4 separate regions of the Mus musculus genome follow, and all the other regions are linked to region 3. Evidence: chromatin contacts called from public Hi-C and HiChIP or PLAC-seq data. All regions are on one chromosome and are shown on one strand. Each heading gives the region's core, a stretch centred on a gene start, on an enhancer-like site or on the middle of the called end of the contact. The rest is flanking DNA. Distances are from core to core; before and after follow the strand shown. Region 1 overlaps Gm36904 (a long non-coding RNA gene). Region 2 overlaps Akt3 (thymoma viral proto-oncogene 3). Region 3 has its middle 41 kb from the start of 2310043L19Rik. Region 4 overlaps Gm36904 (a long non-coding RNA gene).

Region 1 (7,009 bases), core at 1,632-4,131, 400 kb before region 3:
ACTCATACAGCTGGAAACATGCTGTATATGTTTTTAAAGTCTGGCTTCTTTTCTCAATATTAAATGTGTCTGTCTGTGGCAAAATACCTGAGATGGTAAACATTTAAGGAATGAAGGCTTCATGATGGCTCATGTTTTGGTAGATTTTAGTCTCTGGTGAGTTAGACCAGTGACAGACTCTATGGTTACACTCACTGCATGGGATCCTGGAAGCAAAACAGAAAGGGTAACAGACTAGAGTTCATAATTCCCTTTTAGGAAATGACCTATCCTCCTAACCTAAAAAAGAGTCCACCTGTATGCCAATAGCACGGTAGGCTGGGGACCAGGCCTTTGATACAGGCACACAGGACTTGGGGAACATTCAAGATACAAAACCGTTGCCATTTACTATCCCATGTATGACTATGTCACATCTAAAAGGGAAAACTGTGCTTGCAGATTGGTTCAAAGGGATAAGGTACTTGCCACCTGAGCTCAGCTTCCAGACTCCACATGGTAGAAGAAGAGAATCAGTCCCTACAAACTGTCCTCCGACCTTCATATATGTGGCATAGAATACCCCCGACACACACACAAAGATAGATAGATAGATAGATAGATAGATAGATAGATAGATAGATAGATAGATAGATGTTAAAGCCAAAAAGGAAGAAAAGAAAACCTATTCCATTTGGATAGCTATTTAAGTTGCTGTCATTGTGGGGTAGTTATAAAGATGCTTCTATGAGCATACTTGAATGTCACTTAGTACACAAATATTCCTCTGGGATAAATACCTAAATTAGAAATGTTAGCTTTGTGTGTGTGTGTGTGTGTGTGTGTGTGTGTATGTATGTATGTATATATATATATATATATATATATATACATATATATATATATATATTTGACTTTGTTCAAGTTTCCTCATGTGGAAACCTACCTTTACTACAAACTAGAACTTATGCTATTACTTTGTATTTCATAGCAGGAGAATGTGTCATTTTCAAGGTTAATTAATAATTCTTACAAATATATTCAGAACTTCATGATAAAATTTGCTAAATTCCATTTTGAGTACAGTAATTCTGCAGCACATATGTATATACATATTTATGAGTATAACAATTTACAGATAAATTGTTATATTTGTCTTATTAGTGAATTTTATTTTATATTATTTTGCCATATGATGAGTAACTCCTTCCAGTTCCTCAGTTCCACTGGTATAGAATGGAGAGGTAGTACTTTTTCTGAGGGGAAATTATTAATTGCATATTTAATGATTTTTTTTACTCATATCATAGGGGCTAGAATATTGGCTGCCATGATAAGAACATATGATATAAAGAGTAAAAGACTCATTCACAATAGCCAAAATGTGTAACAGTATAAATATCCATCAGCGAGTGAGTGGCAATGTGACATACATACATAATAGAATATTACAGCATCACTAAGTACTGCCAAGCAGAAAGCAAGTCCTGCACAACCTCACTCCTATGTGGAACCTTAGAAAGTTCATCTCGTGGAAACTGAGGATAGAATGGTGGTTACCAGAAGAGAGAGTGTAGTTATGCTGCCTGAGCTGTCAAAATGGCCACACCTCTCAAAACCACTGTATTTCCCACCTCAGCCTGCAGCTGTCACAGGAGCTGTACACAGTGGTTGCATCTCCTTTCCCTCCTCAGCTTAAGGCTTTGGTAAAATACCATAGGAGCTGTCCCACAGGAGCTGCCCAACAGTGACACCTCTCCAAGCTCCCCTAGCAGCTCAGCAGCAATGGTGCCTCAGCTGGGACGATCTTCCCATCCCAACTCATGGGCCTGATACAGGGGGGGAAGTGGTGCAAAAAGCACCAGTCCATGAGCAGGAAAACCCACCAATCCCTGAGCGTCCCACAAACCCTGCCAACCCCAGAACAGGAAAATCCATGAATCCCTGAGCTCCCAGAACTCAGGACTTGAAATCCCACCAATCCTCACTTTGGGAAATCTCTGTCCTGAAAGCTCCGCCTACTAAGAAATCCTATATAAGCCCTGTCCTTTGTTCAATTCCCTGCTGTCCACTCAGGGGGAGCAGAGGCAGCCACCCTGGGTTCGTCCTTCTATACCCTGAACCCTCCAATAAATCTTTCACGAGATTTTTCTGCCTGGTGTGACTTTCTCATTGGAAGAAGCCAAGAAACAATGAAAAGAAGAAGGAAAAAAACGAAGTGGGTCAGGGCTGAGGCTCCGGAGCTCCTCAGCTGGGGATACCCTCCCCTGAGAGCTATACCGCCAATGCTGAGGAGGCTTCCTTTCAGAGATGAGCGGTGCCTGGGCTTCCAAGTCCCGGGATACCCTCCCATCTGAGTAGGGAAACAGCGAATGATCAGGTGAAGTTTCAGGCAGATGGAAGTAAAGAATACTGATGTACTGCACTGTAGTTTATATGTAACAATAATTCACTGTACCTCTTCCCAGTGGCCCAATTGATCTGAGCTTCTTTTAGGCAGCTCAATTGGTCTTTGTTTCTTCAAAGGGATTCATTTTGTTTGTGCTTCTTTCAAGTGGCTGGACTAGTCTCAGGGTGACTTTCAGCATTCTTTTTACTGTTTTTATACTCTTGAAGAAAGACAGGCCTAGTTAATTATGCTCGGTTTCAGGGACTTCCGGAAGCTATTTTGAGTTATTTACTTTCTCAATTAATGAGATTCCCTGCAGGATGGAATATTTCATCTCTCCTTAGAAGGTGTTATTGTTGTTGTTGTTGTTGTTGTTTTGGGTTGGTTTTTGATTTTTAAAATCTCCCTTATAAACATCCTGTCCTAAAATATCCTTTTATTTCACTTCCCTTTTCACATCCTGTCTCTTAAGAAGTTTCCCTCCAAAATGGAAAGGTTTTAAACTCAAAGGAAACCACTATTCAATGTTGAATAACAGAAAACAGGAAATGAGATGTTTTCTGAGGTCACTTACTCATGAACCTCATTTTTTTGTATTTGTATTTGTATTTGTATTGTAAGAGAGCACTCAAGACTCTTACTTTGTCTTCTAGACAAGTCTGTAAATAAATATATAAGAAAGCAGAGTTAATGAAAGATTTTTTTAAGAATTGGAATTTGTGACTGATCTCAGCTTCCCTGTGTGAAATTTTGGCAAAACATGTAGTTATGCTATCTTGTCATTCATAAAAACCAAGAAAATACTATTATTTATATAATTTTAAGGATTCATTTTATATGTCAACTTGACTGGGCTGACAAATGCCCAGGTAGCAGGTAAACCACGATTTCTAGGTGAATCTGTGGGAATATCACCAGGGCTTATTCAGTACAATGACTAGATAGCCTAGATAGCGATTCCCACCACGGTAAGTGGTTGTCATCTAGCCCCATGAAGGCCTGGTAGAATCTAAAAGGTGAAGAAACTCCACATGATAGAGAAGGCTTGCTTACCTTAAGGAGCTCAGGAAGCATAAAGGAGAAAAGGAAACAACTGACCAGGCACCCATAATACCCTCCAAGGACCATACCTACCATCAGTGAACTGACTTCCTTCTATTTAATAGGTCCCATCAGACCAAATGTTTCGACACAGACTGTGTGTTATTCTTATTTTTCTTACTCTGTTTGATGGCTGGCTTGGTTGTCACCTTGACAAAATCTAGAATCACCTAGGACTCAACTTCTGATGATGTCATTGAAGGAGTTTCTACACTAGGTTCACAGAGGCGGACGTCACACCTAGCAGTGGACCTAGTAAAAAGGGAAAGTAAACCAGAGGGCCCATATTGTTCTCTGCTACCTGACTGTGACCAGCAGCCTCACGTTTCTGCCACTGTGTTTTTCCAAACCAAAGGACTGTGCTTTTGATCTTTGAGCTCAAATAAACCCTTTCATAAATTTGATTTCATCAGGTATTTTGAAACAGCCATGATAAAAGTGACAATTTGGGACATCTATGATTGCTTCTGGTTCTCAAGCCTGGAGACCAAGACTTAAACATCTTCCCAAGACCCACATCCCAATTCTTCTGAGACCTACTGGTAGTCACATCCAGTCCCCTGGTCCTTACTTAGCCCTGATGACTCAGACGAAAGTGTTTTCCCTGGTGTTCTTTCTTGTATATGACAGGTCATGGTGCTTCTTGGATTCCATTATCCTACTCTGTGGAACAGGGTCATGGGTATACTAATTACCATTTCAGCCTTTCTTTCATGTATGTATTTTTCTATAAAAGAGTGAATCTGCACATTTTAATTGAATTTTCTTTTATATTTATTTATGGTACACACAAGAGGCATATACTTGCCCATAAAGTGCACATTGATGGTCAGAGGACAGTTTGAGAAAGTGAGTCCTTTCCTTCCATTATGTGGGGCCAGGGGCTCAGGCTCAGTCCATTATGTGGGGCCAGGGGCTCAGGCTCAGTCATCCATTTTGGTATTACATGCCTTAATCTACTGAGATAGTTTGCCAGCCCAACTTTGGAATTAGTTTTTCTATATAGTGTAAGGGCAAAGATTGATTGAACTTATTTTTTGTCACTAATAGATATCTAATTATTCCAGCATCCAAAAAACTCTGTCTCTGTCTCTGTCTCTCTCTCTCTCTGTCTCTCTCTCTCACAGAGAGAGAGACAGAGAGAGAGAGAAACATGGATCTATTTCTGTAGTCTCTAATTTCAATAATTCAGATGTCCATCCATATTTATGTGCATATCACACTGTGTTGATTATGGTAATTTTATAATAAGTCTCAAAATCAAGTAGTTGTAAATTTTCAAACATTGCCACTCTTTAAAATTATTCTGACTATTCTGGATTATTTTCATTTCCATAAAGATTTTAGAATCATCTTGTCAGTTTACACACAAACACACATGCATGAATGAACACACCCCACTGGTATTTTTATCAGTACTGCACAGAATCTCAAAATCAATTAGCAGAGAAAAAACATCTTTAAAATATTAACATTTACAATTCATGATCATGGCATATGCTTGTATTTTTTAAAAGTATGAAGCTCATGTGTTCCGAATTTTATCTCTAACATAACAGTGATAAGGACATAGCTCAGAGGTAGAGCAATTGTCTAACAGGCATGAGGACCTAGGTTCAATATCTAGCACATAGAATTGAGTTCCTGATAAAATAAGCTTAGCACCTTTCTCTATACCCTCTCTATTTGTTATGCATCCAACCTTACCTTTTAGCTTTCCACTATATGATGATGTTATATCAAGGACTCTTTTAAAATATGTTTCCCTAAAAGGTGGTCTCTTTTCAAATAATCCTTAGTTTTTGATGCTCAGAACTTATATATTTGTTAATTTTATTCTTAATTGGTTTTAAGCTATCTTAAATGGAACTTCTTTATAAACCTGACCTTCTAATTATTTGTTGTTAGCATACAGAAATGAAACTAACATTCATGCATTGATCCTATATAATAATAAGATGTTGCTGTTTGAACTTATGAATTTTATATAAGTTTTATATAAACTTGTGGTTAATCTTGACTTGCCAACTTGATTGAATCTGAGATGAACTAAGAGACTTGCCTCTGTGTTGGTGTGTGGGGTTACTTGCAGGGATTAGCTGAATCTGGGCAAGACCTTTGTCCAGGGGGGACTGTACCTTCCAGCAGCAGTACAAGTTAAAAGAGGTCTGGAGGGAAAGCAATGCTCCTTTTGCCTGCCTCCCTTCACTCCCTGCTAGTGAGTGAATCCACTCTGTTGCTGCTGCTACCAGTATTATCCTTTGCTGGCATTGGAACCCAGCCTCTTCAGCCTTTCAACATAGACTGGAGACCAGACAGAATCCGCTGGCATTACAGCTCTGTATAAGCCTAGAGCATGCACCCTTATAGGTGTTACAGTCTTATGTAGACCTGACATATCTGGAGTCCTTGGCCCTTAGTAGCAGCTGGCATTACAGCTTCTAGGCCAGTGGTTCTCTAATGCTATGACCCTCATGTATGTATGTATGTATGTATGTATATGTGTGTGTGTGTGTGTGTGTGTGTGTGTGTGTGTGTGTGTGTATGTATGTGTACAGTTCCTCATATGTGGTCACCTCCAACCATAAAGTTAGTTTTGTTGCTACTTCATAACTGAAATTTTGCTACTGCTATAAGTTGTAATGTGCTTTATGGAGGTCTTAGGTGACCTCTGTGACAGGGCCATTAAACCCCCAAGAGGTCTCAATCCATAGGTTGAGAACTGTTGGCCTAGGCAAGTGCAAGTATTGAAATTCCTCAGCCCTTGGCAACATCTACAAAGACCAGACCTGGCTTGACCCTAAGGAATTGCTAGCTGCATGGAACTCTCCCAATGACCAGTACCTGTGGTTTCTCTTTAGCTCTTGCAACCTTCTAGACATCAGGAGTACCTTCAATAAGAGATTAAAGAACTTGCTAACACCAATAGGAAGCTTATCAGATTTATCATCCCTACTTTGCCTTGTGCCACCAATATATTCCTTGTACCCAACTCTATGCCTCCCAACATTTTTTTACCTTCTGCATGTACTGGTTAAGTCTGAGAGGAAGAAACCCAAGTAAGAAAATGCCTCTGTACGTGGGCTTCAGGTAACCTGGTAGGGCATTTTCTTAATTAGTGATTGATGAGGAGGGCCAGCCCATCTTGGGTGGCACCAGCCTACACATATGAGTTATTATCAGAATATATGATAGCCCTGAGAAACTGTCAGACTGGGAGAGCAGGCTCTGGGCAACTAACTGCTTATGACCTCAAGGTGTCCAGATCAGCTCAGCTAACAGCCAGCAAGAGAATGGGGACTTCAGTCTTTTAGCTACAAGGAAATGAATTCTACCAACTGCCACCTGGGATTGAAAGGCAAGTTGCAGAGAGAAATACATCATTGCTGGCACCTTGATCTCAGGTTTGCAAGATCTTTATGTGAGGACTCAGCTGGCCTACACCTGGACTACTGACCTCCAGAAGCCTGGGAGAATAAAAGCCTGAGATTTTTAAGCTGCTACTTGTGATCAAAAGCTTGTGCACTTCTTGCCATCTGA
Region 2 (7,280 bases), core at 2,147-4,646, 500 kb before region 3:
AACATAATGCTACCTTACTGGCCTCTTGGGAAAGCTTCTAAGATGACTGCTGGCTACCAATATATACTGTCAAAGATAAACATAATTTCAAAGCTTCTAAAAGCCAGAGATATTTGAGCTAGCAAAAGGTGTCAGATGAGATTAAATTGAGTCATGTTTAATCAAATATATACAAAATATGACTTCAACAAGCACTCACAGAAAAATATTTTACTTTTTTCACACAATGAACTCAAAATCTATTGTGCCTTTTACACTTACAGCACAGCCTACCTCAGATAGAAAATTTCCAGCATCCGATGAAACATGTCAACCTACTCAAAAACTATTCAAATGGAAATATATTTTTAACTTGTTCCAATTTTTAAATTAGAAAATTTTAAAATAAAATCTAAAATTATTTCTTAGCCACACTGGTTAGCTCATAACTCCCTTGCTGGACAATATGGCTCTTTAATACTCCTCTTCCAAACCAGTCTCAACATACTTACAAGTAAACATTACTTACATTACCTTACAACTTAAAAGATTTTTCACTACTTTCCATTAATCTCCTGGCAAAATTCAAACACTTAAGATCTCCTAGCATAGGAAATCTTCCTTTTCCAGCTTCAATAGCTGCACATTTCCTCTTTATACAATGTTTCTTCCAGAGCTGGGTCATGATGAGCTCTGTCCACCCTGCCCTTTTTTACTGTCGGTTCCACATAACTCTCCTCTTACCTGTCTCTATCAACAGGCCAGAGCCAGCTCATTCTTTAGCTCTTAGTTTAGAAACCACTCTCTTAGATAGATAACATACTAGTTATCTCTTTGGAAGGTCAGGAACTATGTTATTCTTGCTCAGTACCACATCCATGCTTTTATGAGAGTGGGGAAAAGCATTCTCTAGGTACTCATAACTGAATCAATCTTACAAATGATCTCAGCTTCTTTTAGTGTGCTGAACATGTGACCACAAGTACCAGGAAGAGAAGCATTGTCACTGAGAATTAATCTGTCTCTTGTTGACATGCCCAATGTCAATTCAACTTCTATGGATTTGTTTACTATGCTTTAACTCTGCTTTAGAGTTTGGAGGTTCAATTTTTCCTTCTTGTAATTTCTTCCTAAAAGTTCACTATATGTTTTACTATCACTTAACTAAAAATAAACTACACACAAGGGAAACTGCCAAATTACCACAGCATTGAAACTCAAAGTTGAAATGTTCAGTACAAAAATAGCATTATGCTCCTACTCCTACAGGCCACAGGAAGAGCATAATCCGTGCTCTTGATGATGATCAGAGAAACTTCCTCAGTAACTACTAAGGAAAGCTCTCTCCCTACTCTACATAAGAAGAGTCGTTTCATTCCAGATTCCTATGCCTTTACTCATTCTAATTCTGGGGAATAAATTTGGAAAAAAATATCTTGATATGAAAGTCTTTTCTTCCTTTTGAAAGGAATGAATTGTAGGAAAAAAATTGCCATTCCTCCAGTATGAAGGGCACAGTAAACTGCTAGAACCTGGAAACTTCTTTCTAGGTAAAGTCTTACTGGAACACAGACACACCTTTACTCTGCATACTGTCCATGGCTATTTTCTTGCACAGCAGTCAGAGAGACGAGTAGCTGCAATTTCATTTAAAAACCATATTATTTGCAAAGGTAATTACCAATCTTTGTACTCTATTCTATTACCCTGCTCGAATAGCCTGAAATGTGCTGGAGAGACTGCCTAATTCTGCAATTCAACAGGTGACTTGGCTCTCACACTAAAACCTCCAATTTAACTGTTATTGAAGTACAGCTGATGCCCTTACACATGGTTTCACGTTCCATGCAGTTTCAGTGGCCCATGGTCAGTAACAGTCTGGCATATCAAAAAGAAATAAAGAGTTGATAAATTTTGTTCTGTTCTGATTAGCATGATGAAATCTTCCACCATCTGCTTCAGAAACCCAGGATATGAACCGTCCTTTTCTTTCCCCATTGTATTCACACTATAGACCCATCAGATACTTGGTAGCTGTCTCAGTTGGTAGTTACATTGCTGTGGTATCAGAGTACCTGTATTCAAGTAATCCTTCAATAGCCTAATGCTTGTAATTTCTCTAATAGTCATTTTACTTTAAATTTATCTCATCAGACGCATCCCATTATCACAGGAACATTGATAGACACTTTAAGTGGGTATTTTATGGGAAAGACACCATGTTTACATACCACTGTACATTATTAGAAATGGTCTAGTTTTCGTTACCGTCACTACTCTTTTACTATTCTAAATTTCATAGTTAAACTTGATGGTAGGTAAGTATGGAAGCAAATATAAACCATATAGGGTTCTAGACTATATGCTTTTTCAGGCATGCAGAGCAAAGAGAGGGCAAATGCCTTCTGAGCTCCATCTTTACTCTTCATATTGTACTTAATAGTCTTTTAGAAGGCCAGCAATCTTTCGGGAACCCCAATACTTCTATGAATGCCCTCTGTGCATGTTTAATGTTAAGTTCTAAGATACAAAATTCAAGAGAAACCGTCTCAGTCAAATGCCTGTTCCAGCTCTAAAAATGTGTTCTTAAAGCAAATCTTATCTCTTCATCAGAGAAATTTCTATCAATAATGTTAACTTTATCACATATCTAACTACATGTTTCTAATAGTCCTAAAGAGAACGAGCACGATAAACTCCAGCTTAGTTCTTCAGAGACTTAGTATTTCATGTTGGTCTACTGTATAACATAAACTTGCATACTTGTAGAAGTGTTGTTAGTCTTTGAAACCAATATTTGTTTCTTTTATGTTTCTGTATCTTTCCCTCAAAACAAATGAACCAATATTATGCAAATGTACCGGATCAACCATTTACACAAGCATGAATTTAATATTTACTAAAATACATTCTTTTTTCTTACATTAAAATTCTCTGATTTTTTTAAATAGTGATAATTCTATGACATATACTTCAATTATTTTTCCCTAAAAATAAGACTCAAACTGGGCATGGTGGCACATACCTGTACTGAGCATTATGAGGAAACAAGATCTTGAGTTTCAGGCCAGCCTGGGCTGCCTAGTCAGCCCTTAACTCAAAACAGAAACAAACAAGCAAAAAACCAACAACAAGAAAAACTTACAAGTAAATAACCACTTGTTAATAATGACAGGGAAGTTAATAACCCAACCAACCAATTCGTACAATAGACAGAAAATGAAGGTGCTGCATATTACTTTCATCAATAATTTTTGGGGCTTTGCAAATCACCCACAGCCAGTATCCCCCGTACTCATCATATATTCATGTTTATTTCAACTTCTTAACCAATTTTGCCCTATTCAGTCACCGTTTTAAATGCTAACAATCTCACATTTCAATGTTTTCTACTACAGTTGGTTAAATGCCTTAGTATAAGGGAAGTAGCAGCTATGATGCAACATAAGCTACTTCTTACTTTATTACTAACTCAGTTTATTTTAGGTTCTGTCATTTCTTTCTAGAACAAAATTAAGACAAGAAAAAACACAAATTAAATTTTTAAACACTAATATTTTAGAAAAAGTACTAAAAAGAGAAATTGTAAAATAAAAGGAACTTCCCTTTCTTAAGTATCTTTCATGTCAATTGGGCTGAACTCTCGGTCTCAATGTTCAAAAAATATTTACCAACACAATTTGGTAAATTATTGTTACTTAATAATCCTCTGAAGTCTACGTCACATGCCTCACTGAAACTGATAATCTTCTAAACCAAGAATAATTAAAAGGCAAATTCACAGTTAAAACTACATTAGTTATGAAAACTATGAGATTTCATAAAGACTAAATATAATCTTTAATAATCAGATACATATTGGATATTTCTCTTTAGCTAATATAGCAATCAAACTGCTGACCTTTTTCTTATTTTCACAGATCTACTCCTCCTCCTAAGGATATTCTTCAAACCCTACCCCTTAAGGACTCTAATCACAAGAAATCATGGGCACAACATAATTTTAAGGGCTCTAGGGTATCCTTTCAAAAATATATCATAGATCCTTTAAAGAAATGAAACTATAGTAGGTCACTTAGTCATGACTGCTGGAATACTAACAAGTTCACTGTGCAAGATGTCAGGGAGAAGGTACACCAGCTTTAAATGCTGCCAAGTGCCACACGATATGTGTATTCACACAGCCCTTGATCAGAAGCTAGTGCTACCATTCATGCTCCATTACATAAGAAGCTAGAAAAGATAAGAGCAAATGGGAATGTGAGCTTTTACACCAGAAACATAGGTCAACAATGCTGCCCAAGGAAATCTGAAACTGTTAAGACATACGTTTGAAATTGACCAGAACCAATAAATTAGTTAGGCACATCATCTTTTAAAACATGATCTACAATGTCTATTTTTTTCTAGTAGGAAAAGAGTTGTCATTTGTTTAAAATACATTGTTAGCTTTTCTTCAAATCACATATGAATACCTAATCTTAGTAGCACATAAGGTCATTGACATTAATACTGTTTGAAATATAAAGAATAGCTGCATTCAGAATGGCTAAGATTAAACCCTCAGGTGACAACACATGTTGGTGAGGATGTGGAAAAAAGAGGAATTCTCCTCCATTGCTGGTGAGATTGCAAACTTGCACAACCACTCTGGAAATCAATCTGGAAGTTCCTCGAAAAATGGAAATAGATCTACCTGAAGATCCAGCTATACCACTCTTAGGAATATACCCAACAGATGTCCCACCATGCCACATGGGCACATGTTCCACTATGTTCACAGCGACCTTGTTTGTGATAGCCAGAAGCTGGAAACAACCCAGATGTCCCATGACAGAAGAATGGATACAGAAAAGGTGGTTCATTTACACAGCGGAATAGTACTCAGCTATGAAGAACGTGAACATCCTGAGCTTTGCAGGCTAATAGATGGAACTAGAAAATATCATCCTGACTGAGGTAACTCAGACCCAAAAGGACACGCATCATATGTACTCACTAATAAGTAGATATTAGAAAAAAAGGAAGAAAGAAAGAAAGAAAGAAAGAAAGAAAGAAAGAAAGAAAGAAAGAAGAGAGAAAAAAGAAGTACAGAACACCTAATATATAGTCCACAGAACTCACAAAGGTCAAATAGCTGAAGGGCCCAAGTCAGGACACCTCAGTCCCAAATGGGAGGGGGAAGAAAACAATCACAAGGAGGAGGGAGGGAGAGAAAAGGACTGAAGCCCTGAGGGCCAGCAGAAAGAATGGAAACAGGCAACTTCAGGAGGTAGGAGGTTGGGAGGACCCTCCAGAATGCAAGAGACCTGGGAGATGAGAGACTCTCAGGACTCAAAGGGAGGGACCTTAGATGAAATGTCAAACAGTAGGGAGAGGGAACTTATAGAGTCCACCTCCAGCAGGAAGACAGTACATCAAGTGAGGGAGGGGGTTGCTATCCCACAGTCAAAACTCTGACCCATAATTGTTCCTGTCTGAAAGAACTGCAGGGATGGAAATGCAGAGGAGCCTGAGGAAAAGAAGGTCCAGAGACAGGCCCAAAGTGGGATCCAGCTCAAGGGGAGGTCCAAGGCCTGACACTATTACTGAGGCTATGAAGCGTTCACAAAGAGAGACCTATCACGACTGCCCTCCAAAGAACCCAACAAACAGCTGAGTCTGATATTTGCAGCAGACCAATGGACAGAAGCTACAGACCCCTATGGCTGTAAGAAGCTGAGGAGGAGGGGACCCTGTAGGAGGACCAGCAGTCTCAATTAACCTGGACCCCTGAGATCTCTCAGATACTGGACCACAAAACAGGCAGTATTCACCAGATGATATGAGGTCACCCAACACATATCCAGCAGAGGACTGCAGAGTCTGGGTTCAATCAGAGAAGAAGCACCTAACTCTCAAAAGACTGGAGGCCCCAGGGAGTTTAGAGATCTGGTTGGGTGAGGGCATCCTCGAGGAGACAAGGCATTGGGGAGGAGATATGAGATGGTGGAACACTTGGAGGGTGGACTGGAGGGGGGGGGGGTTAAAATCTGGAATGTAAATAAATAAATAAAATACAAAAATTAAAAATAAAAAGTATAAAAAATATTTCAGAATTCATCAAATATAGCTCTAGAAGATATGTCAAATGGTTTAGATAATATCTTTATTTTTATTAGGTATTTTCCTCATTTACATTTCCCAATGCTATCCCAAAAGTCCCCCATACCCACCCCCCCACTTCTCTACCCACCCACTCCCCCTTTTTGGCCCTGGCGTTCCCCTGTACTGGGGCATATTTTGCAAGTCCAATGGGCCTTTATTTAAAATCTTCTTTCTGATCATGAGAAAGGTGTGAGTATGTGTGTCCACGCATGCGTGAATGTGTGTGTGTGTGTGTGTGTGTGTGTGTGTGTAAGTGTGTGTGTGTGTGTGTGTGTGTGTGTGTGTGTGTGTGTGTAACATACTATCACAGTGCTACACACCCAGCCCAAGATTGTTCATGTTTATTTCAATTGTCATACAATTGTCAACACACCAAGGAAGTACTAAATGAATGAAAACATGCTCAATTTTATTAGTCATAAGGTGAATGTAGGTTTAAAAAGACAGTATCAATGAACCATGCACCTGCAATTCCAGCTCCTAAAATGCTAAGGCAGGATAATATTGGGATCTAGGCAATCCTGAACTACACCACCTTAAAACAAAAAAATTCAAAATACATCATTTATAATAAGGTACTCACTACCCTTGCTTAAACAAAAGTGTGCCTTTATTTTATTTTATTTTATTTTATTTTATTTTATTTTATTTTTGGTTTTTCAGGACAGGGTTTCTCTGTGTCGCCCTGGCTGTCCTGGAACTCACTCTGTAGAGCAGGCTGCCCTCGAACTCAGAAATCCACCTGCCTCTGCCTCCCAAGTCCTGGGATTAAAGCTGTATGCCACCAATGCCCAGCACAAAGTGTGCCTTTATAAATTCCTCAAAGGACGAAAGGATGGACCATCCAGAGACTGCCCCACCCAGGGGTCCATCCCATAATCAGCCAAATGCAGACACTATTGCATATATCAGCAAGATTTTGCTGAAAGGACCCTGATATAGCTGTCTCTTGTGAGGCTATGCCAGTGCCTGGCAAATACAGAAGTGGATGCTCACAGTCATCTATTGGATGGAACATAGGGCCCCCAATGGAGGAGCTAGAGAAAGTACCCAAGGAGCTGAAGGGGTCTGCAACCCTATAGGTGGAACAACAATATGAACTAACCAGTACCCCCAGAGCTCGTGTCTCTAGCTGCATATGTAGCAGAAGATGG
Region 3 (7,204 bases), core at 24-2,523:
CACACACACACACACACACACACACACACACACACACTTAAATACATATTAGACCTGCTGACCAAGTGTTTAAAATGGGTGTCCGTTAACTTAGAATTTTCGAAGCAAAAATAGTTTAAGTTTGAATGTAAAGAAGAAGACTTTGGGCTAGTGAGATGATTCCACAGCTAACCATGCCTGCTACCAAGCCTGATATCATCAGCTGCTTCCCTGGAAACTCCATGTGGAAGAAAAGAATAGACTCCAAGGGTTGTCTGCTGGCCTGTGCACCATGCAATACATACATACATACATACATGTCTAGACCTTCTGTTATGGTGACATTGCAGATTGAACTTGGGTACCCCCAAGTGAGGAGCAAGCACTCTGCTGCTCTTACTTTCCAACCTAGTAATTCTTTAAAGATGTATTTTATGTATATGAGTAAACTATAGCTGAAGACACACCAGAAGAGGACAAAAAAGAGGGTTGTGAGCCACCATGAGGTTGCTGGGAATTGAACTCAGGACCTCTGGAAGAGCAGTCAGTGATCTTAACTGCTGAGCCATCTCTCCAGTCCCTGGTAAATATTTTTAAAAAGAAGAAAAACATTAAAAATAATGCATGGATGCCAAACCCCTACATGAGAAAGGAAAATCTGTATAAGCATTAAAGGAGTTTAAAACAATCATAACACAAAGTTTTTCTGTAATCAACAACATTAAGAGATCTGTATACATAAACATATAGTTAAATTAAAAGGTAAACAAAAAACCGGTATAACTCAGAAACAGGTGCAGCAAGGGCTTGAAGCCTTTATATTGTAAAAACAAAACTCCAGGTCCCAGCCCTCCAGCCCCTAAGACTCTTCGAAATGGAGCATGTATTTAAAAAAGTCACTTCCTGGCCTCAGTTTCCAGGCATAAAAGCAAGCACCAGGAAGATAGTCATGTGCTCATCCACCTCCACCCTTGCACACATACAACCTAAAACCGTCTCCATCACTACCAGGTTGGGGGGGGGGGGGGGGGAGAAGGAGAGGATGAGCGGAGTCTCTAGTGTATTGCGTACACTGCGACTTCCAACCCCGTAGAAATTTTCACCCAGATCCCTCTGTGAGGGTGAACTGAGCTCTGCCTGAAAAAGGAGAAGTCGCAGCGCAGAGTGGCCAGGTTTCCACACCCAAGAGGCATCCTGATCATCCGGGAAGCATGGCCTGCACACAGTTTTAGCTAATGACTTCACTAAGGAGAGCCCACTGTAGTCTCAGGTTCCTCTAACTGAAAGGCCCTCGGGACAGTCCAATGCTTCCTCCCTCGAGAAAGTGGGACTTCTCCAAACCCGCAGTCACTCCACACCTCCCAGAGAGGGAACTCTTCAGGCTCCTCCCAAAGACGGGCCACGCCCACTTGCAGCAGACCACGCCCGCTATGGGGAGGCTCGAAGTCCCTTTGAGCTGGTGAAGATGCCCACACTGCCTCTGGGATTCCTGATGTCTGGAGGAATAGGGGGAGCCCTACACCTAATAATTCAATCTGGGCCACATGCTCACTTAAGACAGGGGTTGGAAGTTTCTCTTCTATTCTGTGTTGCTAGAGGAGCCCTCCACAACCAACCTAATTCCTAGCCCCTCTGGATAGTTAATTTTAAAGAGAGCATTAGATGAACGCACAAATTCTTATCCCTTCAAGTACTCATTCAACAACCTTTTAGTAGGCAGCGACTGAGGGAGTGGGATTCAGCATTCCACCCTATGCCCGCCTGCGTACAGATTCCTTAAAAGCCATTGCCAGGCTGGGGAAAGCACAGACAGTAGCGCTGGACTAGAGACAGCCCAGCTGCTAACAAGACCTGAGCATGTTTTTGACTGTAGTGCTCTATCTCCTAGATGCTGTGAGGATTTTAAAAAGATGCTGTGGTCCAAGGCCTTACACATTGGAGTTTGACATACCCTAGACAGTGGAGAAAGGTCTCAGGTTCTAATCTCCCCCCGACTCTTCCCATCGTTTGTTTGTTTGTTTGTTTGTTTGTTTGTTTGTTTGTTTCCATCTTCAAACTTTGCTACCTGTACCATCTGCTGTGAAGGGGACCTGGGCAACTCTCCTGCATCCCACGTTCACACTGAAGCCCTGGTCCTCCAAGTGAAAATATGTCACATGAGGAACTTTGGGGAGATTTTAAGGTTAGAGCAGGCCATGAAAGGGGGCACCCTCTCGAATGGAGTTAATATTCTTTTATAAGAAACACAAATGTTGAATCCATGGCAGCTCATGCCTGTGATTCTAGCAGGAATTTGAGAAGCCGAGGTGTAAGTATTGTGTGTTTCAAGTTAGACTGAGCTACACAGTAAGTTCCAAGGCAGTCTGAGCTATAAAGGGAGTTTAAGGCTAGCCTGAGCTACACAAGCAGATACTGTCTTCAAAAACAAATGAGGATGGGGAGAGGGAAGATTAAACACACACGCACGTGCACACACACACACACACATGCACACGCACACCATGTGGGTCCATAATTATTAACCAGCCACCTTTAAAAACCCAGGCAAGATCTTCACCAGGCACTGGATCGCCCAGTGCCTTGACCTTGGACTTCCCACCCTCTGGAACTGTGAAAAATGTCTGGTGTTTGAGGCACCCAGTCCTGCCTTACAGTAGCCCAAGCTGAGACACCATCTCATACACTCAGGTCAAACAAAACACAAAGACAGAGCTTAGACCATAATATGCTGAAGAATAGAAACTCAAAATTGGGTTTCGTTATTGTAAAAGTAGAAGATTTTGTCCCAGAGACTAAATTGATTCTCAAGAAGCCGTGCTCATTTACCTAGTATACTATATGGCTATTTTTTTTTTCGGTTATTTGTTGTTTTGTTGACTCCAGGTGTCATATAGTTCACACTGGTCTTGAACTCACTGTGTAGCCCTGGCTGATCTTGGAGTCACGGTCCTCCCAGACTTCACCCTTTCAAGTGCTGCGATCATAGACAGGAGCCTTGTGTATTTTGGCTGTTTTCATGCTGGGAACTCAAATCTGAGTAGTTATGACAAAGACATTTTCATCTCAAATTGTTATGTAAGGTATGGCTTTCAAAACCCCAAATATTGACTATCTGGCTCTTTCTAGAAAACATCCCCAGGCCATGCTGTGAAACCCATTCCATCCTAAAGGCCCGAATTGAGGTTAAATGCTGAAAATTATCCTTTCAGCTTGAGAGTCAGTAAGGTTTACAAGGCCTGGTAGTTGTGGTTGAGATGAGAAGGAACCTGGAGGTTAGAAGCAGAGACAGCTCTGGGTGGCGGCCTCTGGCCTGACTATAAAAACAAAACTGAAGGCTAACTTAAGGCATGTTTTTAAGTAAATAAGACCAACTAGGGATGCAGCTTCGTGGTAGAGCATCTGCCTACCTGAGTTCCAGTCCCAGCCAAGCAATAGTCCATTAACTAATTAAGTTAAAATAAAGTGAAAGGTATTTTCAAATTCAAGACAGCAGAAGTGGGATAGGAAGCAGAAGTAATGGGCTGTGCTCCGGTCCCTAATCTGCCACCAATTAGGTGTATAATTGGCGCAATCACTTCATTTCCTTGAGCTGTTACTTTATTTACAAAATAAGAGGCTCCTCCATTTATTGAAATTCACGGGCTCCTCCTGTGGGGAGCTTGCCACTTCAGACCGGGACATTTTGGGCTCTGGAGTAAGAGCCTATCTTATCTCAGGATCTCAAGGTGAAATAAAACATTCAGTGATGCCCTAGGTAGTCCAGCAGGGTTGTGAGGAAGAACTGAAAATTCAGAGTACTGTTGGCTCTACCGCGTCTTAGTGATATTCACCATGGTCGTAATTTATCACCATCTTGCCTTCCAAATAGATAGATTAGTGTAAGCCTGTCCACCCAGCGAGCTTCTCCCATCTGCAGAGGGAGGAGGCAGCGGGACAGCTGCGGATGGGACCGTCAGCTCAAATTATGTAACAGTAGCGGAGAAAGGCAGAGGCTTTCTCAATTTAGGCTTCTTGAGACTAGCGTTACCACGAGTTTCTCTACCCTAAACTCTCACCACACACAGCAAAGATGGCTTTGTCCCCAGGGCAGTTAATCCACGTAGCAAAGGGATCCCATAGGCATTGCCAGAGATCTTGGGGTAATTGAGACCCGACAGCAGATAAATCCTGCAGAATCAGGACCACTTTCTCTCTCCAAAGCCCTAAAGTGAGGAGCGGCTTTCCAAAAGCTCAAGCTTCTAAGCTTGTTTATCCCCGTTTGTGGCCGACGAGTCCTCCGTCCTGGACTACAGAGCCCTGCTCCCCCCTCCTCCCCTTAGTACTCATTCAGAGAAGTGACCCCAGTTGGCAGCCCAAGCTGCATAGACTGCAGTCAAATAACACCCAGATGAAACTGCAGCTGATGGCTGGCCTTTTCCATCAGTGGCTGCTGTGTGCAGCTCTCTCCTGGCCTCCTGAGGTTCAAATGCCCGCCTGATTTTGCCCTGGAAGCATCCCAGCCCAAACATGGAACAAAAGTTCCCTCTGACAAGCCTGTTTGGATTCCAAAGTATGTTTTTATGCTTGCTGGCAAATAGAACCATCACCAGCAACAATAACAACACTGTCTCCCCTCACTGAAGCGACTTCATTTCTTCACATTTGTTCCAGAGCTGGACAGATGAATAATGTTCGCTAAGGGGCTGGCCCAAGTCCTGACCTCCTGCCTCCAAGAGCAAACAGAAGTGACACACAGGCTTATCTGAACTTTCAGTTGCTTGATTCAAAACAGAAAGAGAGAAAAGTTGCTATTTAACCTATGTAGCCACCTAAGGGCTTTTGTTTTGTTTTTCCTTTATTCCTTAGTTGTTTATTATTATTATTATTATTATTATTATTATTATTATTATTATTATTGTTATTATTTATTCATAGCTTTCATTTGTCTTCTTCAGCAAAAGAGGACCTTACTACTGGTGCCCCAATGAAGCCAGTTTCTCAAAGACCGAGATTAACCTGACATCTTGTGGCCATACTGGGTATATACAAGTCTAGACAAACCAGCCCCTTATAAAATTAGGGAAGGGATACAGAAAATGTTTGAAAGGGTCTTCAAAAATATTTCCCGTGGTGTTTTATTTAAGACATCTCAGGAAGTCATGTAGTATGTCTTGGGAAAACCACACACAGGACGATATTTAAGTACCAAGTAACTACTTGTCTCTCTCTCTCTCTCTCTCTCTCTCTCTCGCTTGAACAGATCACTTCACTCTAATGATTGGCTTCTCATCTGTAAAATAGAGTTCATGATAAATATTATTATACTTTTCTGAGGCTTATATAAGATAAAGCAAATCAAATGACTGTTAACGATTGAGGGTAGCTTAGTGCTAGAGGCCAGGCTTGGCATGCAGGAGGTCTTGTGTTCAGTTTCAATACCAAAACCAAACCAAAATAATAACATTTAAACGTTACATACACTATGAGAACACTAAGGATTCCTAGAAGTAGAGTCTAAACTCATACTTGGTTAAATTTCTTCAAAAACCCAAAACCTGTTTTGATGCCTAACCCCAATATAGCATAAAGCCCTGGCCTCAGAATAGATAAAGAGAACAAATCCACACAGTCATATGCTTTCCTAAATATACCCACTGCCAAATTCTCTCTCGTGTTTTTTGTGATGTAAGTACAGCCATTTTCTTTGGTCTTTCCACTTAGGGCCATCAAGTGAACCGTGAGGAAGGGGTAGGAGTCTTGAGGAGTTAAATCATCACAGATCACGTGGTGCCTGACTGGCGGTGGGGCTTGAGAACCTGTGCCTTCTGTTTACAGTGCTGGGAGGAAGGTCTTGGTGTGATTGTGATGTTAGAGATCAAACCTTTGTCTTGATTTATTTTTAAAGATGTATCCATTTTTTTTTATTTATATGAGTACACAGTAGCTGTCTTCAGACACACCAAAAGAGTGCATCGGATCCCATTACAGATGGTTGTGAGCCACCATGTGGGTGCTGGGAATTGAACTCAGGAGCTCTGGAAGAGCAGTCAGTGTTCCTAACAGCTGAGCCATCTCTCCAGACCTAAACCTTTTGTTTTGTAAGTGTACCAAGTGCTAAACATGTTCTCTATCACTAGGTCACACCTCTGTTTGTACCTCATCTTCTGGAAAAAGCAGGAGTCCAACACAGCAGCCCCAGAAGCTCCTGGGTGTCTGTGTCCCACAAGGGTGATGCAGGGTGACTCATCGAATACAAGATGGGTTTGGCTATTGCTGTTGTGCAGCGTGTGGTGTGGAGGAAGCCAAGAACTCATCAAAGCTAGGGGGTTGATGAAGAAATGTGCATTGCATAGACCTCCTCTTGTGCTAAATTTCAGTTCTGCTAGGGTCAGTGGGCCAGCTAGGTAGTGTCCCACCTACCGACAGCATTTAAGCACTCCCAGGAGCACAGAGTGTCTTCCCATTCACAGATGATCTTTTCTGTGTCCTCTACTTGCTGAATTCACTGCTTGTCTCCCTGGTACATGAGGTGAACTTAGGGTGCCTCTGACAGCAAGATCAATAGCTTTACACAGAGAGAGTAGCACACCAGCCAAAGGGACCTCAGCTCCTTGGGTGAATGGTGAGGAGAGGTGACACAGACTTCCAGCCATCTTCCCTCATGCTGGGTTTCCCAGACCTCCACACTGTCTAGGGGACTAACAGGAGGGGGGACACTGCAAAGGGGAGGGTGACAGGATGTGAGGGGCAGATGTTCAAAGAACATTATAAGCTTGTCTTGAAATGTTATTATGTAATTCAGTACAATAAAAATTAAAAATAAAAACTTGTGAAAAGGCAAAAATCCCCTGCAGATAGGAAAGGGTTGGTTGTTCACAATAAAACAAGACTTCTAAAGTCTGGCAATATTAGCAGAAACACTTGCACTGTTATAGGCACTGGGACAGGGTCTCACTATGTAGCCCTAGATGACCTGGAATTCACTGTGTAGACCAGGCTGGAACTCAGAGATCTGCCCGCCTCCACCTCCGCCTACGCCTCCTCCTCCGCCTCCCGGTGCCAGGATTAAAGGCATGTGCCACCTTTTTTATTTATATTCTTATCCCTACATCTGACTCTTGCTCTTTAGCTCCTCCCAGTGCTTGGTATGATCAGCCTTAGTCCTGGTCATTCTCTAGCTGTGAACTTTTCAAAGTCTGAGAAATGACAGTTGTCAGCACAATTTTTTTTCCAAAGAAACAAAACA
Region 4 (7,510 bases), core at 1,253-3,752, 340 kb before region 3:
TTGGGAGTGGGTGGTACACAGAGCTGGTCACTTTGTAGGAAAGCTGTGAAAAAGATAGGAAGTGGAAGGAACTGTGTTCCAATATCCCCTTTCAGGGCACACCTATAAGGACTTAGGATCTAGTACAGTCTCCTAAAGCTCCATCTAGCCCCTCCATAGTGATGCCCAATAGCTTTAAGGACTGTGAAACAACTCTCGACCATGTGGCCCTTTGGGAACATTCCAGATCTAAATTTTAGCAGAAAGGACCACTTACTTCTGTTGCACGCCAGAACATTAGTCTGCACCTGCGGAGGATTTGAGTTTCTAGATAAATCAGCTGGGTTGTTTGTTTGTTTGTTTGTTTTTGTTTTGTTTTGTTGGTTACTTTTGAGACAGGGTTTCTCTGTGTAGCTCTGGCTGTCCTGGAACTCACTTTGTAGACCAGGCTGGCCTTGAACTCAGAAATCCTCCTGCCTCTGCCTCCCAAGTGCTGGGATCAAAGGCATGTGTCACCACTGCCCGGCTCAGCTGTTTGTTTGTTAGTTTGTTTCCTTCATGTAACTATATGTTCATAGTTTTAAAAGATGGTTGATGGAGAAATTACTGTTAGGAAGACTTGGATAATTTTTCCTCAAAAACAAAAGACATACCAAGCCTGCCATGCTAAGGAAAAATAACTGACAATATTTGTTGCCAATAATCAGGATCAAGTTTCCAAGTAAACATGAAACCCTTGGAAAATATTTATTTTCCACTCTGAACTTGGAGAGTTCCAATGCTTTTTTTTTTTTTTTTCTTTTTCTTGACGAGGCCGACATTGAGATTAGTGCATTTGATTTTGACTGGGTGTAATGAGATGTGTCAACATCTGAGAGATCAGCGAAGTACTGTTTTCTAAATAACTTTAACTAGTGCATCATGTTACAAAATCTGGAATGAGAGAAAGAGCCATCCTAAGTGTGGGCCTGGCAATATAGTTTAATATCATAAGTAGAAAAAGTCATAGACATGATTGACTTCAGATTTCACACTGCCATCAGCCACTTGTATATCAAAGAAGAATATGTAGCTATCTGAAAGGGCGAATATATCACTTACTTTTCTAACCACATAACTCTACAAAGCCAGATTTTCTTCAGTTACTTCAACTAACATGATGTATTCCAGCAGGCTGCATGGTGAAGACACTGTGGACTGCAGATTTGTCCTCTCTGAATGGACATAGAAAGAGAACTGAAAAAAACTCCTTAAGTCATCTTCTGGACAAATATGGTCTTTTTTATCATAAGAATATGTCGCTTCACAATGGAATATTTATTGTTATCTTAAATGGAGGGGCACGTTCATTTGTTTTGCATTCCTTATATGGAAATATTAGTAAATATCACCTACATAAAACACAATATCTTCTTAAAGTATAAAGGTCTTGTACAGTCTTCAGAATACTTGTGAGCCCTGAAATAAGTGATTCTCTGCATGACTCTTTTGGAAGTGGGGATGTCTGTGCTGAGGCTTAAAGGAAGAATTTTCTAGGAGAGAAGATGAGAAAATAAAAGGTTAAAGGTGGGAAGGGCCTGCGTGTAAGAGGAAGAAAAGTCTGCTACGCAGGTTTACAGAGATTATTAACTTAAATGAAAAATGCACATGCGACTCCTTGGCCCTGTGCCCAGCACATGGTGTGTGATGAACTGCTGATGAGAATCAGGTTCTGTGCAGGCTGCACACTCGTGGCTGGAGCCTGGCGGTGGGACTCATACATTTGGGGCTCATTGGCAGCTCTTCTAGGCTATTGGGTGGTGGAGTCTTTAATCACCTTTCTGTATCCCTTGGTTTTTCTTGCAAAATTTATGTTTGGAAGAGTCGCCTTCAGTTTCTACACCCTGCCAGCTCTGATTTCCTGCCTCTGTACAGCAGTGAGAGTAAGCTGTGTGTCCATCACACACGGGCTTTTATAAAGTTCTGAGGAAAAGCATTTCTGTGTCTTTCTTTCTCTCTTTCTCTCTTTCTCTCTCTCTCTCTTTCTTTCTTTCTTTCTTTCTTTCTTTCTTTCTTTCTTTCTTTCTTTCTTCCTTCCTTCCTTCCTTTCTTTCTCTCTCTCTCTTTTCTTTCTTTCTTTCTTCCTTCCTTTCTTTCTCTCTCTCTCTTTTCTTTCTTTCTTTCTTTCTTTCTTCCTTCCTTCCTTTCTTTCTCTCTCTCTTTTCTTTCTTTCTTTCTTTCTTTCTTTCTTTCTTTCTTTCTTTCTTTCTTTCTTTCTTTCTTTCCAAGCATGCAGGCATGAGTTTAGTCACTGTCCTTAAAACTTATGATCTTAATAAATTAGGGAAATAAAATATGCTATTTTTAAAACTTATGTATATGTGTGCTTGTTTGCATATTTGCATGTGCATATGGCTATTCTCAGATCCAGAAGATGGAGTCAGATCCCCTAGGACTAGAGTTACAGGTGGTAGTGAGCTGTCTGGTGAGAGTGCTGAGAATAAACTCAGTTCCTCTGCAGGAGCAGCAGGTGCTCTTAACCTCTGAACCGTTATGTCTTTCAAGGGCACACCCCATGAGCAGAAGACTTCCTACTAGCTGTACCTCCCAATACTGCAAGCAGAGAACCAGTCCTTTAACACGTGCATGTGCGTGCGTGTGTGTGGGCCTTTAGGGAATTCCAGCAGTAAGGGCTGGTTTGGACCATTCTTTCCCCTCCCACAGATTCAAAACTTAAGCTCCACCACAAGACAGCTGAATATAACTTTACTGAAGTGGAGTTGAAACGTCATGGTTGACATTTTTAAATTTCTCCACATAATTCCATGGTCACTTAGAGTTGACAACTACTAGTACACAAATTTTGCTGCTACCCTGGACCCCATCCTATTATAATTTCCAGTCCCAGTTCCCATCTGTCCCTATGTTTGTTTGGTTTCCAGTCCTTGTGTCTATGAAGCATCTTCTTTCAGAAGCCTTTTTACTGAATGTATCAATTCAACGTGGCTTTGGTTTTACGGCAGGGTCTTGCTCTATGGCACTGGGCTCTGTAGGGTCAAAGTTAAGAAGCATTCTTTCCTCTCCTAATGTGGGCCTCAGCAGCTCTGCTCCCAAGCTCTCACGTCCATTGCTACTTAAGGCGTAGAAGGGCATGCTTGTTCCTAGGTTCTCAGGACCAAGAACTCACTGTTCTCATCCATGAGTTGACAGCCACTCCATTGCCTATGCTCAAGTGCTTCAGCAAAGAATGGAGGGGCAGGCCTATCATCCCAGCATCTCTGGAGGCTAAGGTAAGGGAATTTTCAAACCAGGAATTTGAGGCTATCCTGACAACACAGTGGAACTCAGTCAACCAGTCAGTCAATCAATCATCAATCAGTCAGTCAGGGACTGGCAAGGTGACTTAGTAGTTAAAGATACCACTGCATCAACATGAGGTTGATGCTCACATAGTAGAAGGAGCTGACTCCTGCTAGTTGTCACCTGACCTACCTACATGTACTCACCTATAATAATAATAATAATAATAATAATAATAATAATAATAAATACTTAAACTGCATCTTCATCTTCTTGGTGGCAGTAGTTGTGCAGAGACAGAAAGCTTGCACAAACAGTTCTCCCCCCCCCCAGCCTCATTTTTCTACTGGAGATCGAACCCAGGGCCTTGGTTATACTATGCATGTCCCCTACCACTGAGCTACACTCCCAACCTTGCTAACAGGAAGGTCTTTGATTTACTGGAGCAAAACTACTCTGAATTGAGCCAAGGTTTGGTGACTACAGCACACAGTAACTGGAGACTCAAATAAGCAAAAGATCTGCATGAATATGGAAGGGGAAAAATGATGGACTGGGGAGGAGGGCAGTGTGGCCAAAGTACATTGTGGACTTATGAAGATGTTCTCGTGATAGGCACCAGTAGAAATATCTCTAAGACAGACAGTCAGAGCCGCTGGACTCGTACAGCAGCATTCCGTCCCTCTGGTTGTTCTAGCATTTTCCACTCTCCTTTCTCCGTGAGCACAGGCTGTCAAAGCTCCTCCCTGTCTCCTCCAGGTCAACAGATCTAGCAGGCACACAGAGTGATGGGTTATCTACTGTATATTTGGCCAAGTGTAAAAGGGAACTTACAATTTTGTGGTCAGTTTATTTTCACCCTGTTCATTCTCGGGGTGAGGGGAGCACAACTTTCACCTCATTGATTTCCTGTGCTCATTGACTTGAAGGCTGCTGTTAGCAGGAGCTTGCTCCACAGCCTTTCCAGGCATCTTTTCTATGCCTTGGCAATTCTCTGCTTTTGGCTTGAATGTGTTCGGGCTCAATTGGGTGGCATGTATCCTCAGTGAGACACTGGTCTTTTCAGTAGACATGCTCTAAATTCTACAGTCTTCCATAGGTGAAATCTGAAAGGATCTTACAGATTATTCTAGTCTAGCTCTTCCTTTAAACATGTAAGCACCAAAGGCGAGTGAGGGTAAAGAGGTCATGTGACTGGAATAAAGAGCAGAGTTAGATAGGAAGGAAGGAAGGAAGGAAGGAAGGAAGGAAGGAAGGAAGGAAGGAAGGAAAGAAGGAAGGGATTGGGGGAGATGAAGAGAGAAGGAAGATGAGAAAAGGAGGGGAAGGGTAAACCGAGGAAGAGGGAGAGAATAGAGATAAACTATATCAGTCAGGATGGTTTTGGCTGTGAGTAACAACACTCAATTCAAAGTGGCTTTATGAAATAATTGCATCTATTATTGCACACACCAGGAAGACCTGAGTCAAGCAGCCTTCTAGTATAATACAATTAGAGTTCTGATTCCTCTTCTCCAGGATTCCTCACTCCACCTTCCCACCTCTCGATTTCCCATGTGTCACCTGGTTTAATGGAGGAAGAGGTTGAGCAGGATTCCATTGGGAAGAAGAAAGGAGGGATGGGCCACTCCATCCCAGGGACCATTGGCACAAAGCCACATGCAGTAAAGAGTAGATGACATGCTGTTATTTCTGCTTATCAGGGCCTGGTGACCTGTGGGATTAACAACCTGTGTTGAACTTGGCCCATGTTGTGGAAGGAAGGGGCAAAGTGGGGGAGGAAACCAGCACAGCGCCTGTGGAAATTCTTCTTCACACTGAGAATGGCCAGGACGGAAGAAACACGAGGAAGCTCTCAGATCTGACTTGCATGCCTGAGGCATGAGCTAGGTGGAAACTTCAGCTCCAGTAGGAACCATTGCTACCCGGAAGGACTATTTGGGGCTAGCCTAGACCTGAAGGAAGATTAACGACTTCACCTGGAAATTCTCCCCTTGAATTAACCAAAATCCGCTGCTGCCAAGAGTCTGTCTTTCTCAGAGGAAAGTTGGCAAGATGCGCCACCCTTAGAGTGACCCACATGCTTGCTGTGCTCCTGGGTCTTGCCTTTCCTCTTTGTTCTGAAGGTTTTATATATTACCTTGCAGGAAGGCTAATCTCAGGGCGGAGTTCTTTCCCTGGTACAAGGCTTTGTTTCCACTCTAGGCCATTACTGTAGGAACTTTTTACAATTTTAAACATTGTCATTGTGTGTCTGCATTCCGTTATACTGCACTGCCCTGGTCCTCCGCTGCTCCAGTGGGTGTGTTTGGTGGGGGAATTCTTTGAGGTTTGTGGAGAGCATTTTGGAGAAGTGTAGTTAGATAATGTCCTGGTTCTCAGGGATCCTTTTTTAAAGCATTGCCATTTTCACATTAATCATCCTGTTTCTGAAGCACAGACAAAAGTTTCACAGCTTTTCTGCTGGGTCTGGGGAGGGGCTGCTTCTAGGAGTGCTCCTCCAGTCTGGAGAGGCAGCTTCGGGCTGAGTTGTGGGGGCGGTGTGGAAAAGCTTTTGGCTCCTGAATTACAATAAGGATTTGAATCAAGAGAGCCCACAAAGATTCTGCCCAGAAAGCTGTTCCACTCTCAGTTTCTTTTTTGGGAAGTGAGGCCCCAAGTATTAATGTCTTACCGCCCCACCCCCCCCACCCCCACCCCCGAATTCATTTTGCAAGTGGAGTACACAAAGAGGGGAGACTTGGAAAGTTCTTTCCCCGGCCCCATCTTCACCCCTACCCTATAACTTAAGTTCTCAGGAGTTTGAGGAGTCTGTGCTGACTTCCTGTGATACTGTTTTCTTTTTAATTTTTAAATGTGCTTTAACTTGTGTGTGTTTGCTTGCACACATGTGCACACACATGAGTGCAAGTATTGGATAGGTGTACAAGGGTACCAGAGGCGTCAGATCTTTCTAAAGCTGGAGTTAGAGGCTGTTGTGAACTGCCCAATGTGGGTGCTGGGAACAGAACTCTGATCTTCTGGAAAAGAAGTGATCTTCACTGCTGGTCTCTATCTCCATCTCTGCCCTGCTCCACCTCCACTTCTGCTTTAAGAACTGGAATGTTCTGCCGTTCTCCTAGGCTGGTTGGAAGAACTTGTTTACTTGCAAAGGCCCCCGTCAGCATCTTTCTGGCCAATGTTCTGTTTTCTCAGCTTTCTCTAATGTCTAGCCCCAGGTCCTAGAATCAGTCCTGATGATGAAAAGATGACTGTAGACTTCAGCAGTATTGAATGAAGGATGTCAAGACTTCTATAGACTCAACATGCAACACAGTGCCATGTCTGCTAACCTTTCAGGACCAACTGTCCTTTGTTGTCCTATGACTCCTGACTTCTTGCATGCCCTCCAGCCACTACATCCTGAGCTATACCTGTGCCTCTCATCCACCAAGGCCACTGGCCTGTTCTGCCACCTCTTTCTTTAATAGTGTCAACTAAGCCCTATCCTGCCCTGAGCCCCAGCCTGCTGGATGGATTTCTTCACACCACTGTGGTGAGTTCTGTTGGACTGGCCTCGTGGGGCTCACTCATGTGTACCCGACTGAGGGTATGCCTGGGTTTGCCACCATATTGATGGCTTTTTGCATCCTGCCTGAAAGGCCCTTTGGTACAGTATCTCAAGCCAATGGTTAAACCACGAGGGCTGTCGGCACCTAGCCAGGAATGGCGTGTTGCAAGGAATTCAGACATCCCACCAAGCCTTGTCTCGGGAACCCAATGTAGAATGCTTTATATAAGTATTCTCATTATGTTTTGAAAATGTGTGTATGTAGATGCTTCTGTATCTAATTTAATTAGAGAAGGCTCTATTTAAAAGCATGACTGAATTCATGACAGCTTTTTATCACTGTGCGTCTTCTCCATTGATCAGTGGGTGCCAAAAATACAAGCGTAACAACATAAGATGAAGTCGAAGCTGAGAGCCGGTCTGTGTTTGTCATTTCCCTCCCTCACCGCCCTCAGAGGTGCTGATTTCCTTGGGTTGCAACATTCTGCCCGCAGTACAGAGCTCCTAAGACATCCTTTATTCTGGACTGGCGAGATGGCTCAGTGGGTGAAAGTGCCAATCACACAAACCCGATGACCTGATTCGATCTCCAGATCTTACAGCAGAAGGGGACAGTTAGCTCCGACTTCCCGATGCAGGCCGTGGCCGTACACCCATGAGCCCACGCATGCATGCATGCACGCCCACACACACATTTTTCTA

What was found. HiChIP or PLAC-seq counts read pairs in DNA pulled down with a chosen protein or histone mark. A called contact is a pair of places that touch in the nucleus more often than the background predicts.
Region 1: a RAD21 HiChIP or PLAC-seq map of pro-B cells shows a contact between it and region 3, with 6 times the contacts expected there. The contact joins two enhancer-like sites. A contact is called at or near these places in 1 of 15 datasets of contacts at CTCF or cohesin (pro-B cells), 2 of 484 Hi-C or Micro-C datasets (the HPC-7 cell line and microglia) and 1 of 115 datasets of contacts at active chromatin or transcription factors (large pre-B cells).
Region 2: a contact with region 3 is called in a Hi-C map of bone marrow-derived macrophages, with 20 read pairs. The contact joins two enhancer-like sites. A contact is called at or near these places in 8 of 39 promoter capture datasets (the 3T3-L1 cell line, the HPC-7 cell line, embryonic stem cells and 4 more), 2 of 15 datasets of contacts at CTCF or cohesin (large pre-B cells and pro-B cells), 28 of 484 Hi-C or Micro-C datasets (the AML12 cell line, B cells, the C2C12 cell line and 22 more), 1 of 115 datasets of contacts at active chromatin or transcription factors (differentiating embryonic stem cells) and 2 of 9 other capture datasets (embryonic stem cells and embryonic trunk).
Region 4: a contact with region 3 is called in an SMC1A HiChIP or PLAC-seq map of large pre-B cells, with 7 times the contacts expected there. The contact joins two enhancer-like sites. A contact is called at or near these places in 2 of 15 datasets of contacts at CTCF or cohesin (large pre-B cells and pro-B cells), 4 of 484 Hi-C or Micro-C datasets (bone marrow-derived macrophages, cortical neurons, muscle stem cells and 1 more) and 6 of 115 datasets of contacts at active chromatin or transcription factors (bone marrow-derived macrophages, craniofacial prominence, large pre-B cells and 2 more).

What each region holds. Positions count from the first base shown.
Region 1 is chr1:177,279,285-177,286,293 of GRCm38.p6, forward strand. All of the region lies in intron 4 of Gm36904 (a long non-coding RNA gene), which reads left to right. Among named protein-coding and RNA genes, the nearest start is that of Gm36904, 25 kb to the left of the region's middle. Within about 2 kb of position 2,882, at least 17 of the 459 cell types and tissues checked have an H3K27ac peak or open chromatin away from gene starts, as enhancers often do. A contact at or near this core is called in pro-B cells, where this site is marked.
Region 2 is chr1:177,176,440-177,183,719 of GRCm38.p6, forward strand. All of the region lies in intron 1 of Akt3 (thymoma viral proto-oncogene 3), which reads right to left. Among named protein-coding and RNA genes, the nearest start is that of Akt3, 69 kb to the right of the region's middle. Within about 2 kb of position 3,397, at least 8 of the 459 cell types and tissues checked have an H3K27ac peak or open chromatin away from gene starts, as enhancers often do. A contact at or near this core is called in bone marrow-derived macrophages, where this site is marked.
Region 3 is chr1:177,680,133-177,687,336 of GRCm38.p6, forward strand. No RefSeq gene overlaps it. Among named protein-coding and RNA genes, the nearest start is that of 2310043L19Rik, 41 kb to the left of the region's middle. Within about 2 kb of position 1,274, at least 45 of the 459 cell types and tissues checked have an H3K27ac peak or open chromatin away from gene starts, as enhancers often do. A contact at or near this core is called in bone marrow-derived macrophages and pro-B cells, where this site is marked.
Region 4 is chr1:177,341,644-177,349,153 of GRCm38.p6, forward strand. All of the region lies in intron 6 of Gm36904 (a long non-coding RNA gene), which reads left to right. Among named protein-coding and RNA genes, the nearest start is that of Gm36904, 88 kb to the left of the region's middle. Within about 2 kb of position 2,503, at least 23 of the 459 cell types and tissues checked have an H3K27ac peak or open chromatin away from gene starts, as enhancers often do. A contact at or near this core is called in pro-B cells, where this site is marked.